Regions from separate parts of the Danio rerio genome. Here region 1 is linked to region 2. Evidence: chromatin contacts called from public Hi-C data. All regions are on one chromosome and are shown on one strand. The core of a region is the stretch at or near the end of the contact, and the rest is flanking DNA. Distances in the headings are between cores, read along the strand shown.

Region 1 (2,820 bases), core at 268-2,767, 270 kb before region 2:
ACCAGCCAGAAAAGTTCAAGCCTTATGTAGTGCCCAGTTCTCCAACATTTCTACAAGTTCGCCGGTTCACTAACCTATCGTAGAGGAAATGTTAAAATGGTCGTTTGCTTTACACGCGAGCCTCTGCAATGCGACTGGATATATTCTATAAACGACATCCCATGTGCTTAATAAAATCTGGTGTGTAATATTACGATCGGTAAGCATTTAATGGCTTATATAGCTTAAAACGTGCAGAGACTCATCGAGTTAAAGGAGACAAAAAAACGTCTTTCAGGGAAAGCAATCCCCCATATTAATGACTAAGGTCGTGTATTCATTTTAATATGTTAAGACTGAGGACAATCCTCTCTTCTGAATCTTAATAAATGAACTTTACATCTGCCACCAATTTAAAGCCTCCTCTGTCGTCAAGGGCAGAGGAAATACTTTCTTTGCACAGTTACTTTGAGAACATTAAAGAACCCATTGCTTACACTTAAAGAACGTTACATCCGAAATAAACAAATGGGTGATGCCAGGGGAGTTGGGACAGTTGTTTTTATGACTTGTGTCTTTTTGCAGAATCCTGCTCGTGAAAACAGATCCCAGAATAAAAGAGGGCGATGTGGTTGTCCTCGCCGCTTGGAGACTTGAGGCATAGAAGAGCAAACAAAGCCATTCTGATCACAATAACATTAATTTGACACTGGAGTTTGCCAACAACAACAAAACAAAACACGTCCAGGTTTACAAACGAGTTTTGCAAGCTTACATCTGTCGTGCAAAACAATCATCGCCAATGATGATTTCAGAGTAAAAGCAAAAGAAAATAGGCGTCCCTGGAACTTCAGAGGAAGCCCTTTAAATCTATTGAAGTGGTGTGAACATAGTGTGATGCATTTATTTCGTTTTCAAAGCCAGACTTGGCACAACAAGAGCCATCCGTGATCAAAGTTTACGCATTTCACATCGACACAAAGACCATCGAACAAACTTAAGATCAGCCGCATACGAAAGATCAACACTTACGTATTTCTTCTGAATGATATTCCTCTTAGGTCTTTCCTTGCTCATTCTGCAATCCAAAATGATTTATTGTTAAGCAGAGAATCGCCACATGAATTTTCTTCCTGCTTCTCTTCTCGTCTCCGATTTAAATCCCCTGTAGTTTGCCTGGCTGTGCAGAATTCCCTCTTCGATCGCCGAGGATTCCTTGTAGAATCGCGGAATTAATAATCCCAAAAATTAGGGACCCATCGCCAAGGATAGAGGGCAAAATAAACAATCACATCGGCACACCATAGTTAAAAGCATTCGCCACAATAAACTTCCATCAGTGATGTTCATCCCGGCTCTTTAAAACATGTAGGTTCATTCAAGTGAGGATGTAATTGTTCGGTGGCCAGTTACATCTTGTTTTTAAAAGGCATATCCAATGGTAGGATGAAATAAATACAATTTAAAAAAAAGGAAAAGGGTTCGTTTTGGCTGGAGCTAGCAGACAGTGAGTGAACTCCAGCAGCACCACGGGCTCTTGTGAACACAAGGCGACGCTTCTTTCTTTAAGCAGCCTATCACACCCCACAGCACGCTCAGCGGTAACTTTAAAGAGCTTAGGGAGCGTCGCAAAATAACCACGAGCACAGAAACGAACACAACTTCAGAGTTGGCGAATAAATGAATGGGCGATTCAGTCACAAAGGATTTTTATGTATTATGGAAGTCATTCAAATGACGAACTCGAGAGCAAAAAAAAAAAAAAAAAAAACCTGATTGGGACATCCCTATTTTAAAGAAATCTGAAAATCTGTAACCATTGACTTTCATTGCAGGAACGAATATATTGGAAGTCAGTGGTTACAGAATTCCTGATTTCTTCTAAATATAATTTCATTCAATGGAAGAAAGAAACTCATAAAGGTTTGGAACAAATAAGAGTGAATAAAGGACACTTAAAAAAACTGTATCATTCAACTTTCCTCCCAAACACTTGCAGATTGGTTTAGTTGGCATTACAACTATTATGATATACTGTAGCATCATACTATGTTGCAACTCAAAAACAAGATATTTAGGGTACATTTACATGAAAAATATTGCTTCATGACTTTGAAAAGTTTTACATACAGACTACAACTATGTTAAGCTTTGCACACATGGGGTCCTGTAGACCAGAGGTGGGCAAACATTTTTTTTAAGGACTAAAAACATTCTTGGTTGAGGGTTGTGGCACGAAGGTAAATAAAGCAGTATTTATTTTTAAGTGTTTATTTCAATTTTTTTAATTACATTTATTTATTAGTATTCAAAAATAAAAAAGCAAAAATAACTAACAATATTACCTAATGAATTGTATAGTTGTACATCTTATAATGAATTTATTAAAATAAAAACAATTTTATATCACAATGGAGTTCAATGCTGTAAATGCTAGTCAAGTTGATGAGGTCTTGTGCATTGTCCTCTACCTGCAAGGTGACAGTATTTACATTTAAAAAATCTGATTAATTTACAATATTTAATTTCAATTGTATTATTTATTTAGATTTTAAAGCTTAACAATAAAACCAACAAATTGTTAAGTTAAATCAGAAATGGCATTATCTGCTAAATCTATATAATTAAATACCTGTCATTCTTCCTTTCTTCTCAGATGGGACCGTGGGCCAAATCAAAGTTACCATGGGCCAACTATGGTCCGCAGGCCCATGTTTGGGCATCTCCGCTGTAAACCCTTTCCATGCACACATGGGTGTTTTAAAAACTACTCCTTTTGTATGCCATTTTGTCATTTGTCTTCTGAAACTAAACCACTTTATAAGCTAGTGAAATCTTCTG
Region 2 (2,781 bases), core at 28-2,527:
ATTGGTCCAAACACTATGGACAGGTTTGTGGTGGTCATGCGGTTGACAACTCTCACCAGCCACTCGTGACAGGAAGTAAGCTAAATAGGACAGGATGTTAAAGTGTTCCTCTGGAAGGGTGTCCATGATTTTTCTCACTGCCTGGTGAAGTTTTCTCAGTTTGAAAACTACAAGATAAAGATCTCAGGATTTTGATAGATCTATTTGGATGTGGAGCAAGTAGACTAAATGTTCACTCATCAGCATCTCAACTTACTCATGAACACCTCCAGCAGTTCAATCATGTGTGGCTCAGGAATAAGGCCACCGGGAAGAACACTGAGGAAAAGTTTCAGTGCAGAGGCTGAGGAATGAACATCCTCCGTGTTCAACTTTGGAAATCCTCCTTTATCAAAACATTTCCTCAGTTCATGGTGGCGCAGTTGTGTCCCACCAACCCTAAACAGGCCGCTTGTATTGAGGCCTAAACACAAACATGTATTTTACAGTCTCAGCATAAGTGACAAACACATGGAAACACTGTGAAACACAGCATTCACCATGCTTCTCCAGGAAGCCCACTAAGTGTGTAAGTGCTAGAGGAAGCCCCTGCCTCATCTGACCGTTCTTCCTCAGATTGGACAAGGGCACACCAACCACCTTGCTTTGTGCTTGGTCCTGCACAAGAAAGAGGTTTAGGAAGAAAATAACATTTGTACAGAGCAGTGCATGATAAAGTGAGTATAAAGTTTATAGGATAACTGAGTGGATTAGGAAATATTACATTTATTATATTTCTCCAAGACCAACTTACAGGAATAATAAAACAATAATGACAACAAGTAGTGATGAGTTTATGGAGTCTTAATTAAATGTTATCAAGTTAACAGTAAGCATTTGTGTATCATTATTAATGTTTAATGTGTAAACATCGCATACTCACACACACTGATAAAACTCCCATTTTAAAATGGGCTTTTATATTCATGATAACCAATCCGAGGGGTGTCCAAAGCCGTGAGTCAAATCCGGAAAAGGGTCGTTAACGGGAATCCAAAACCGAGTCAGAGCCAATCGTCAAAATCAGATAAAACACAAATCCAAAGCCGTAGTCCAAGTCCGAAAAAAGTGTCGATAACCGATAAAAAATAACCGTAATCAATCGAAAAATCGCCAACTGCACAAACCACTCACTACTACAAACGCCTGAACACCCAACAAAGAATTTCAATAATGTGCATTTAAACCTGCCGTAACTCCTATCGTTCTATATAATAGATTCTAATTCACGTCACTAGATTAAAAAACTACAACTGCATCATAATTGTTACATTTTATGAGGAAAGCCAAACAACAAGTTTTAATAGGCAACAAAACGATTCAATACACTTAAGTTTCAGAACTGAAAATGGGCAAAATTCCAAACAACAAGAACAGATTTTATATAACAAATTTATTCACAAACAAGAACAACATTACATACAATTCAAACAGGAAAATGATCAAAATATAAAAGAAACTAAACAGAAATAATAAATTATAAACTAAATATTTTCGTTTTTCCCTAGTTGTATATATATATATATATATATATATATATATATATATATATATATATATATATATATATATATATATATATATATATATATATATATTTATTTATATATATTAGGGATGGGAAGATTAACCGATATGTATCGATACGCGGTCATGCGCGTGCACGATGCGAGTGCATCGGTTGAGCAGCAGAGGATGAATGAAATTTTGGAAGCAAATCAAGATGCAAGATGCATATTTTTAATATAGAATGTATTTTTTATTTATTAACAAGAGTTGTCAACCTGTTTTTGGCGCATAATTTAATTGACCTACATAAAGTAAGCCTTAGCAACGGATTTGCGGATGTGTACACTCACACTACAACTCAGTGTATCAGGTGTGCGGATGAAGCTAGTGGTGCGCCCTCAGAAAGCGCGAGAAGCAAAACAAACATTTTATTCCCCACTGAGTTTTAAATCTAAAGTATGGCAAGCAACATTATGGATTTAAGGATGGACGACATGACAGGACAGATGCAATTTGCAAAATGTGCCGCGCATCTGTAAAATACGCGGGCAGTACGACTAATCTGATATCTCACTTGAAGCGGCACCACGGTGTTGTTGTGAAAGCATCTTCCAGTGTTCCTGCATCCCCGGCTTTCGCACTGCTTCCACCAGCTCCAAAAGTGGTGAGAAAAGCATTGCAAGTTTTTTTTTTCCGTGCGCAACAGTTCTGCTCGCTCTACGCCAATAACGAATGCTATTGCACTGTTCATCTGCAAAGATATTCAGCCTAGTGTCATGGAGAACGAAGGTTTTAAACACCTCCTCCTGTTAATTTTTATTTAATTATAATAATAATAATAATATTAATAATAATAATGATAAAAAAATGGGTGTCACGGTGGCACAATGGGTAGTTTGACCACCTCACAGCAAGAAGATTGCTGGTTTGTTATATTTTTATTAGCCTGTTGTTTACAGTGACAGTGATGTTTCAACGCAGCATAACACTGCTAGTTCACAACCTTAAGTTTTGAATAATCAGTGGCAAAATATCTTTGTAAAACTTGTTTTCATAGTTGAAAAGTTAAATCACAATTCTTGTTGTGCAATGGTAAACCTTTATGTTGAAAGAGTGCAAATATATATATATATATATATATATATATATATATATATATATATATATATATATATATATATATATATTTAATATATATTGCACTTATACATTCTGTTTATCTTGAAAATACTA

What was found. A called contact is a pair of places that touch in the nucleus more often than the background predicts.
Region 1: a contact with region 2 is called in a Hi-C map of an unstated tissue, with 3 times the contacts expected there. The contact joins the promoter of jarid2b here to the promoter of LOC141379108 in region 2. A contact is called at or near these places in 1 of 18 Hi-C or Micro-C datasets (an unstated tissue) and 1 of 4 datasets of contacts at active chromatin or transcription factors (embryo).

What each region holds. Positions count from the first base shown.
Region 1 is chr19:28,384,397-28,387,216 of GRCz12tu, reverse strand. jarid2b (jumonji and AT-rich interaction domain containing 2b) reads right to left here and starts at 1,517. Exons shown (of 18, transcript NM_001202459.1): 1 at 1,012-1,517. The coding sequence starts at 1,056.
Region 2 is chr19:28,109,280-28,112,060 of GRCz12tu, reverse strand. It overlaps LOC141379108 (protein FAM13A-like), which reads right to left and starts at 1,277. Exons shown (of 7, transcript XM_073931771.1): 1 at 923-1,277; 2 at 540-657; 3 at 257-463. The coding sequence starts at 967.